Linked DNA regions of Mus musculus: region 1 is linked to region 2. The links are chromatin contacts, called in public promoter capture Hi-C maps. All regions are on one chromosome and are shown on one strand. The core of a region is the stretch at or near the end of the contact, and the rest is flanking DNA. Distances in the headings are between cores, read along the strand shown. Region 1 overlaps Slit3 (slit guidance ligand 3). Region 2 holds the start of Slit3 (slit guidance ligand 3).

What was found. Promoter capture Hi-C pulls out the DNA fragments that hold promoters and counts their contacts.
Region 1: a contact with region 2 is called in a promoter capture Hi-C map of stem cell-derived epiblast-like cells, with 3 times the contacts expected there. The contact joins the enhancer-like site here to the promoter of Slit3 in region 2. A contact is called at or near these places in 10 of 39 promoter capture datasets (the 3T3-L1 cell line, cranial neural crest, embryonic stem cells and 4 more), 1 of 484 Hi-C or Micro-C datasets (reprogramming fibroblasts) and 2 of 115 datasets of contacts at active chromatin or transcription factors (embryonic limb bud and embryonic stem cells).

What each region holds. Positions count from the first base shown.
Region 1 is chr11:35,511,373-35,516,347 of GRCm38.p6, reverse strand. The region is part of intron 5 of Slit3 (slit guidance ligand 3); the gene reads right to left. Among named protein-coding and RNA genes, the nearest start is that of Gm39705, 31 kb to the left of the region's middle. Within about 2 kb of position 3,452, at least 29 of the 459 cell types and tissues checked have an H3K27ac peak or open chromatin away from gene starts, as enhancers often do.
Region 2 is chr11:35,119,140-35,124,170 of GRCm38.p6, reverse strand. It overlaps Slit3 (slit guidance ligand 3), which reads right to left and starts at 2,715. Exons shown (of 36, transcript NM_011412.3): 1 at 2,460-2,715. The coding sequence starts at 2,656.

The sequences.
Region 1 (4,975 bases), core at 2,203-4,702, 390 kb before region 2:
ACCTACTATGTGGCAAGCAGAGAGCCACTTTTTAAAAGCCAGACTTGATCTCCCCCTTTATCTACCATGCTGGCCACTTTAGAAGGACAGTTGTGTACCTAATCATTACTCAGAGTGGGGTGTTAGAAGAAAAACAAGGCCAGCAGAGAATGCCAATAAAATGCTTAAAGCTGTGACTGTGGGTTTTGTGCACCTTCCAGGCAGAGTTACGGGTCCTCTCCTGTGGAAAATGCCAGACCATACTCTTTGCAACCAATACAGTCTACTTTACCTACCTCTTCAATATTTTCCCCGGCCAGTGCTTAAGGAACTCACACTGCTAGTCACAGGACAAGCATGGCGGGTGCTACAGGGGGCTGCTAGTATGTTAACCTGCTCCTTGTGCAGCGGTCTCCCTCTCCTCAGTGCAGGGATGGAACCTTGTTTCATTTCTAGGAGTGACTTTGAGCCTGGCAAGAGTAAGGACAGAGTGATGACTATGACAGGGGGACAGGAAATGGAAGATGGGAAGGGAGAAGCAAGGGGAAAGGAAGGCTGATAGAAGGAAGGATGGAGGGAGGGAAGGACAGAGGGAGGGAGAGATGAAATAAAGGAGAGATGGGAGGGATGAAGGAAGAAGGAAAGGACAGACAGAGGGAAGGGGGAACAGACAGAAGGAAGGAAGGTGGGCAGAAAGGAAGGACAAAAGGACAGATAGACAGATGGAAGAAATGATAGAGGGAAGGAGGGAGAGTCAGAAGGAAGGAAAAACAAAAAGGTCTTTTTGAAAAGGAAGGAAAGAAGGAGGGAGGAAGAGAGAGAGGAGGAGAGGGAGAAATGAAAGGAGGGAGAGAGGGAGGGAGGGAGGAGGGAAAGGCAGGCAGGCAGGCAGGCAGGCTCCTGCAGCAGAAGATCTGAAGCCTGCACTCAGTCAGGAACACACAATAGGAAAAACTGGAAGACTCAGCATTGGATCTTTGGGAAGCACTGCCTTGTGCTTCACAGGAAATCTCAACTCCCTCTTCAGACACCCCCCTCCTCAGTAGGGATAGGCACTGCTCCCACGTGTCATCGTCCCTGGAGGCGACTTGCACAGGGCCCACCTCTGCATCCACTTGATAAGCTGGTGACAAGCACTGAAGTCAACCCTGGCCACCCTCATGTCTGCTCTTCCCGTCAGCCCCCATGACTTCTCAACCACTCTCTAAATATCCATACTGGTCACTCTAGCTTTATTCTCTTCTGCAAAAATCTGTCCTTTGCATTAAGGCTGTAGCCCCCATTTTTCAGTATCATCACGTTGGTGGCTGGTGTTCTAGTCCCTTCCTGCAGTGTCTTGCTCTCTAAGCTTTCTCTTCTTTCTTGCTGTGTGTGCTCCAGGCATACTAGCATTGACTCTTCCACACACTGTTGTCTTCTTGGAGATCTTTCACACATTGTTGGGAATATTCTTGTCTTGAGTGAACTCCTACTCACCCTTCAAAACCTAACATAGGCCACTTCCTCAGTGAAGACAGAATCACTCTGATTTCCCAAGTCTCTCCACATTCTTGCCCTTCTGCCCAACGAAACCTGTCATAGTTTTCTTTGTGTTGCTGTGATAAAGAATTTGACCAAAACTACCTTGAGGAGGAGAAGGTTTATTTGGCTTACAGAATATGTCTTTGAAGGAAACCAAGGCAAGAACTAAGGAATGAACAGAGGCAGGAGCCTTGGAGGGAAGCTGCTTCCTGCCATGTTTCCAGGCTAACATTCAGCCATCTTTTATATAGCTGAGGTTCACTTGCCTAGGGATAACACCGCCCATAGTGGGCCAGGCCCTCCTATACAAGAGAATGCTCCACAGATGCACCTATAGGCCAATCCAAGGGAGGCAATTCTTCACGTGAGGTCTCCCTTTTCACAGATGTGTCAAGTTGACAACTGGAGCTAATTTTGACAGAGCCCTTGACCTATGTCCTACACATGCTAGCGCATCAGTCCATCCTCCTGTTGAACTGTGAACCCTTTAAGTATAAGGATGGTTGTTTAAGTATAAGGAAGGTTGTTTGTAACACTATTTTTGTATGAAACATTGGAACACTTGTGCATGTACTCTGGTAGGTAATATCCACCATCAGTATAAGTATAAGGATGTATCTGTGTCTTTCTGCCATGAACCACCTGAGCACTGTGAACCTCTTGGTGATGGACATGGCAGAAAGTGAATACATATGCAAGTTATTTCTGTAAGTCACGCAGGAACGGGTTGACAAACGAGCCGCATCATTTCAGGGGCTGAGAAGTGCTCTGAAGAAACATAACTGGACAATGGGGTAAATGTGGAGGGCAGAGGGGGGCTGCCTTAGGCAGATCTGGGAAGGCAGCTCTGAGCTGAGCCTGAAGGATCAGGAGTGGAAGTATAACAGTCCCAGAGCACTGCGTCCTGTGCAATTGGAGCAGTCAAGAGCAAAGGTCCTGAGACAAGAAGGGCTTGTGGTGCCCACAGGATGACAATGGACCATGTGTGTGCACATGTGCGTGCATGTGTGTGTGTGTGTGTGTGTGTGTATGTGTGTGTACATGCACGCGCACACACACATATGTGTGAGCTGAGCTGAGGGACACGGGTCACACAGAGCCTTGATTTGGGGGTGACCAGGAGTCCAGCTGCCAATCCAGGTAGGGTGACAGAATGATCTGCCAACACAGATGGCACCAAAGAATTGGGGGTAGTGTCCCTCCCTGCTCCTCCCTCACCCTCTCATGGGTTGGAGACAGCTCTCATTAATCTCTGGTGGAGGCAGTGCTACCGCACCGCCTAACTAGAGAACACAAAGACTGCCTGGCAGGCTTTGTTTTCAAACCGTCAATTCCAAATTCTGCTAGCTGGCAGAGACAGCGGCTATTGATTTTCCCTTCTGGAATGCGTGTCCTACAGAGTCCTCGCAAATAGAAACTGAAAAACAGAGGAAAACATGACTGCTGAGAAAGACAGGGCCAGGGGACATTTCTTTTTAAAACAATTTGTGCTGGGGTGGGGTGGGGTTGGATCTTCTCATCTACTACTGGATAGTGGCTTGTTTTCTCTAGCTCTGCTTCTTTCCTCTTAACCTTAGCTCTGCTTCTTTCCAAGTTCTCTTGCTTTCTTGCTGCACCTTTATTTAAGTACCTAGCACAGTACCTACAGACAGCAGGCACTTAATACTGGCCCAATGAATGACTGCACACAGGTGCGCTTCTCCGTGGGCTTTCCTCCAGATCAGTTTGTTTGAGCAATTGTCTGGTTTCTTTTCGACTTAGCACCTTGTTCCTTCCAGACAGGTTGCAGAGAGTGGGACTCATTCTCTGCGTTCAGCTTGCTGTAGCTGCTTGGAATGGAGTCCCCAACTAATGACTGTCTTCCCTAGAAACCAGGAAGTAATTAGGGGCTTCCCTCGGCTGCCTGGGGAGGGGCACAGGACCAAGTCCCTCAGAGAGAGAGTGGCATGCCAGAGCCTCCCTAGTTCGGTGGTCTTCAGACACTGCTGCCTTTGTTTTGGAACTGATGAAGGTCACGTGGTTTCCTTCTTGTGGGGGTGGAGGGGCACTCTGGAGTAGGGTATTTGTTTACTCTGTATTCTTCCTGTTTCTGGGATGGCTGCAGGGGAAGAAGAGAACTACTTATCTGTCTAGAATTCAAGGATAGCTAGCCAGAATACTAACTGTGGTCTGGATGGAAAGTCTTACTCTAATTTTGTCTGCCAACTGCTACTCAATCACACACACTGATGGGAAGTTCATTTTGTCATCTGGAAAATGGGAGGATCGCAAGGTTTTTTTTTTTTTTTTCCTTTTTGAAAAGTACAGCAGGGTAAGTGAAGAGAATTCATTCTAACGTTACAGAGCTTCCATTCAAACATCCCAGCCAGCCTTTGCTTTTTCTCTTCCTAATGCAGCATAGAGCACTGTGGACAGGTCCAACCCACTGGCATCTCACGCACCGTTTGGTTTGAAGCTTATACTGCATCCCAATAGCTCATCTTTGGGTCATATTTTACACAAGGTTAGATCAACAGCAGTGTATTTCTAAGCCACATAGTGTGGTGGAAATGGTCTGGGGTTTGTTCCTCAGTGACTCTGAAACATGGCTCCACGTGGGTGATGGAGTTCTAGCAGGAGAGCTTCTTCAATGGGTCTTCTGAAACCTTCATTTCCAAAAAGTACCTCTTATAGTCCATAGTCCATGCCCCCTCCCACTACTTCCTCTCTTTGAGAATGATGGGAACAGAACCCAGGCCTTGCACATGCTAATCACGTGATCGATCACCGAGGTGCACCCTCAGCCCCAGATGCCAGCCCTCTGTGAAGTTGCTGTTAGCTCCAGCCCCGCCTCTTCCATTACCCACATGGTGGTTTTCTCTCGGGATTACAGGAACCTTTGCACTGCCTCCCTCATTCAAATCAAGAAAGTCCAGAGACGTAGTGTGGCTTTGCTAAATGCCCTCAATCAGAAAGAACAAGACAGGGTGTCAGATTTGTTCCTTTTCCAGTACACAGATGACATTCTGTTCACACTGTCCACGGAAGACAGGGCATCTCAGCACACCCAAAGACAAACCACATCCTCCAAGCCTGGCTCTGCCTGAGTTTTCCATCTCTATGAAACAGAAGCCCTGGCAAGGCAGAGCTCACAGGTACACACACACACACACACACACACACACACACAGGACTCTGACTCTCTGCTGCTTGCGTCCCAAATAGCATTCATCAGGAGCTCAAATTTTATCTTGATGAATGCATGGACGACTATGGGAATTAGCCATCCCTGTGTTGTCTGAGCCTGGACATCCTCAACCGGTGACATTTCTTTCCCCACATTCTAAGGACTCACCAAATACTACGTAATGTTGGGGTGGTCCCTACTGGCTCCTCCTTTAGGTTCTTCATCTCTTTACTTCTCTCCCAAGCTCCAGCCCTTATGTCCTTGGGCCATCGAGAACTTCATCTCTTAGCCCCACCCCAGCCTTCACTT
Region 2 (5,031 bases), core at 1,466-3,965:
AAGGGAGGGGGGATGACAAATTTGAAATCCTTAATGTGGTGTCGAAGAACAGTTCCACAACGCCCCATTAGAGTCTTTGAGGGCCCGATGGGTGGCGAAGGGCTGTTGGTGGGCTGCCCTTAAACCCGAGGTGGCCCTGACCCTGCTTGTCCTTAAAAGGCTCCAGTCTTAGAAAGACACTAAGAGCTCAGCCTTGGTAGCTCTGTCTCAAGCATGCCCTTACAGCAGTGACCAACGCTACACTAGGCAACCACAGACGTGGCAGAGCAGCACCTACTTTGCCCATGATGGGCAGTCACCATGGCTATAGCAAGAGGGACCCCTGGGAATGCCTGGATTCAGGTCTTTATCAATTGTCTACAGCTGCAGAGCGAAGGAGATGTCCCAAGTCCTCAGGGTCTCCAGGGGGAGTGGCTGGTGGCATACTGGCTGCAGGTGTTGAAAACTTCCGACTAGCCAGAAGAGAGGGGCCCGCTGTTCTGATCCTCCCAAGCTGACTCTGTGATTCTGACTACGGAAAATAATGACCCCAAGTAAAAAGAGCTGGTGTTAAAGCAAGATGAATGATGGCAGTATATACCAACAGCAGAGGCAACCTGGTGCTACAGGAAGACTCAAACCCAGCCAGGCCCTCTCATGACGGTCTGTTTATAGAGATCTTGGCCCAAACTGACTCTGGTTCTAAGGAGTCTACAGACTGGTGGGAGACCTGGGCTTAGAAGCCTGGCAGGCTGGGACTAACCGGTTACATGACCATGGATGCAGGACAGATGGGATGAGGCCGAGTAATGAGTATTGGCTATGTAAGAAATAGGACCGTGGGAGGTTCAAGGAAGAAGGGAAATGCAACATGTCTCAGGGAAGCACCCACTAAACATTTATCATCTCACTAACTCGTCTGCAGCATTCATGTGAGAAGGGGAACTTAGTTTATACATACCTAAAAATACCATTTAAATGAGATTTTTCACAAATAGGGTCTAATACAAAACCTGAATGAAGGTGTGGATGCCTGGATTCCAGCCCCTTTCTCTGGTGGCATATTTGCCCTGTTTTATTGGGCAGGTCGGTTTGCATTTCTGATCCTAATTTCCTGGTGTTAATGAAGACTCAGGGCCAGCCCTCCAGAATTTCTACAGTCTAAACAACAGAACAATCACTGCACTTTGAAAACAACAAACAAAAGAAAACACCCAGAATAAAGAAAGCATTTCTAGGAAGTCTCTGCCTAGACAGCCAAGAAGAAGAAAGGGGGAGGTGTGGGGAGGCGGTAGGGGTGATAACAGTGGTGGGCAGCTAGGACAACCCGGCTCTTTCCTGACCTGAAGTAGGCAGGACTGAAGAAGACCCGTATGCTAACCCTGAGACAGGCTGGGTAGAGAGCAACTGGGCAGTGCAATGGCTGGAATTGTGACTAGGGCAAGCCTTCACCCACTCAGAGGCTCCAGCTCCCTCCACCACCAGGGCTCCATACTCCCTCACCCCGCCCCCAACTGTGGACTAAAAGGAGCCCACCCCCGGAGGCCAAATTTTGAATTTGGTCGTGAGGATCAAAATGATAAATCTTTCCAAAACGCTGACATAAGAAAAGTAAATATTTGGTTGCACAATTGGGGTTAAAACGAGGGTCAATCCACCCCACTCTCCAAGAGCCTCTCCGCTAGCTGCCAACCCCAGGATCCGAGGCTGAGTGCGGTTTGTAAGATTATAGCGCTAGGTCTCATTTAAAGGGCTGTCAGCATTTCCATTCTCCGGCCCGTTTGGGGAGGCATTTATAACCCGGCCATAAAAAATTCACCCGGGCTGCAACTTGGCATCCCCAATGCTGCACTCCAGGCAGGGAGGGTGTTGAGAGCACCCACTCAGAATCCGTCCGGTTTTTCAGAAGTTAAGACCTCTTTCGTACACACTCAACTTTCCTAGCAAGGACAGCCACACAGCAGCTGGCCCATTCTGATCTCCAGGAGGGTCGCAGGTTTTTTTTTTGGGGGGGGGGCGAGGGGGTCCGGGAAGGAGGCTCTCAGGTCTCTGCGATCGAAACTCCCCATCTCCGTCTAGCTTGCTACCTCGCCTCTCCCTCTTTAAGAAGCAAGGGGTAATGGACCCCTCATACCCAACCCCAAACCTTGAGACCACCACGCTCTCTGACACCCCCCCACTCCTCCGCGCTAGCCTTCTGCTAGCTTTATTCTCCCGATCTGTCAGCGGATAAGCCCCCGGTGCCCTCAACCAGGGAGGCACTACGCGGTCCCATCGCGGGGGCAACTCGTACACTTCTCTCCACACCTGCCCAAAGCCACGCCACCCCCAACTTATTGAGCGTGTCTGACAGCAGGGGTAGGGGAGTAGGGATCGTCCCCCATGCACCGGAGAGGAAAGAAGGACCTGCGCCCTGAGGGCGACTCTGTAGGAGCCAGCCGGGTGGGTGGCCTGAGCGGGCGGGCGGGGTGGGTACTCACAGGCGCTCTGCGTTGCGGGGGATGCCCCGAGGAACGGCGCGCAGGCCCAGCCCGTGGCAGTCCACGCTAGCGGCGGAGCAGGTACACTTGGTGGGGCAGGCGGCAGCAGGGGGTCCGCTCAGGATGCTCGCAAGCGCCAAGCCCAGCGCCAGGCGGGCGCGCACAGCGGCGCCGGCCCCGGTCCGGCCGAGGGCCATGGTGCACAAGCGCCCGCACCCAGAGGAGGATGCCTGGCGAGGCGGGACACGAGGAGCCCGAGGAGGCGCGCGGGCGGCCTGGGGGGCGGGCGGCGGAGTTAGCGCGGAGGAGGGGCGGGCGCGGCGCTCAGGCGCACGGGGTGCGGGCGGAGCGGGGCGCGCCGGGCGGCGGCGGCAGCAGCTCCATCCGTGGGGCTGGCGCTGCCCCGCTGCGCATCACTCACGGTGCCCAGGTACCGAGCGCCCTCGGGTCCCTCTGGGTCGCCGGTAGAGGTGAGGGCTCTGTCTGGGTCCTGGACTGAGCGCCAGGGAGCACCGTGCCCCGGGAAGTCCGGCTCAGGGCTGGGCTGCGGAGCACAGAGGCGGCTGGGGCACGGAGTGGTCCGGAGAGCTAGCCGGCGCTCGCTTTCTCCATTCACTGAGCAGGGTAGACACCGGAGACGCGGGGCCCGGCCCCTCCCGCCCCCCTCCCAAAACACCAGCTCCGCCTCCCATTGGCTGCGCTGAGCGTCACGTCGACTAAGTTGGGAACTTTGCTGGAGCAACCAAGAGCCTGTAGGGAGGAGGCAGCAGGGGAGCTAGAGAGACCCAACTGGGAAGGAAAGGGACTTGGCCAGCCCGGGCCGCCAGGAAAGAAACATTGAAATTCATTTATTCTTGGGAGCCAAGAACTGATAAACCTCGTGGCTTCATTTTTTTTTTTTAATTCAGTCACCGAGCTGGATACAGAATACCCACATGGGAGCATCAGAAACTAGGCTTCATGTTTTAGGTGAAAGAGTCAAAGTTGGACTAAGTGAAATGATTATCCGAGACCATACAGCTACTAGGCATTCTGTACCCTGACACATTTATCCGTGGAAACTTTGCCCCTACCCTAATTAGTGTTCACAGCTAAGGCCAACAACTATTTCCTAGAGGACTTACAGATTAGAGAACACTACACAGACACACAGTCACAGTCAGTCAGTCAGTCAGTCAGTCAGTCTGTCTGTCTATCTCTCTGTCTCTCTCTCTCTCTGTAGTAAATGTAAGAACTTGGACCCCGGTATTGACACCATCACTTCATCTGCTTCCTGTCTAGGGGACTAAGGGGCAATCATGTCACCTGCGGACCTTTATTTCCTTATTTCAAGGTGCCACCGTTCTGACAGACTTCCCTTGCACATCAAAGAAAAGAACGTGATTTTATAAAATAGTGCAGTAGCATGCAAGGGACCTATTCCCCATCCCCCTCCTCCCCAGCCTTGCCTTCATTCTGCCAGTGCCTGCTCTAAATTGGCTGGTCTGAGCTTTTCCAGATGCCGGTGGGGAAGGGCCATGTTACAGGCTCCATACATACTTGTAGGAATGATGTTGTTTGTTTGTTTGAAGGGAAGGGGCAGGAACTGGAGGAAATATTGCCCAGACTTCCTTGAGATCCTCTTGTACTGGAAAGGTCTGAAATAGCCTTGGTTTTACACACACACACACACACACACACACACACACACACACACACACTACACCCCCCCACACCCCTATACTCTTAACTATAAAACACATGCACTTTCACACACAAAAAATATGCAGTCACATACAGAGAAGAACATGTATGTTCACATACCACTAACCACTATGCGCCTGAGAACTCTCTTTTCCCTCATATGAATGCTACTCAGATTCTTCTATTTTCCTTAAAGGAAACTTTTAGCTACTTGACTACACACTGTAAATATATAGCTGAGGTGCAAATTTTATTTTATTATAGCTAGCATATTTTCAGAGACTTAGCTCTAAGGACTCAATTGCCCCCCAGCTCCCCCCCCCCACCCCCACACACTTATACCCCAACCCCAGCACACACGTGAGATTCAGTTCTCTGCTGTTATTCTTGGGAACTGTTTCTGCCCAGCTGCTGCCGCCATCGCCCTCTGGTGGCCAGAAAAGAGCTAGGCTCTGCTTCCGATGGTGACTTCAGCATTAAAGAACTCCAAACATGCCTTTGCCTCAGTCCTCCAAAGCTTTCCTACAAACCTTGAACCAATTTAGTACCAGGGCTGAGGCAGATGAGAGAGGACCGGGCAAGGTCCCAAGGGCACAAAAGCATCTCAGACTGTCTGGAACAGCAAAGAGCGGGGTTGTCTTTGTTTGCTGAAATGCATGCATACTAAAAGCATGCTCTGCAGCCCTGCAGCCTGGACCTGGGTGGGTTCTCTGAGCACAGTGGTAAGCCTCTGTGTTTCTATTTAAGCTGCATGGGAGTTTGAGAGCCTACTGGATCTTTAAATGACTTCTCGGGCATTGAAATATGCTACTTCCTCAGAGAAGGCCCCTAAAACAGACCACAGATCATGGGAGTTCTTCAGAATCAGTCATCTTTAAGTACTGGGCAA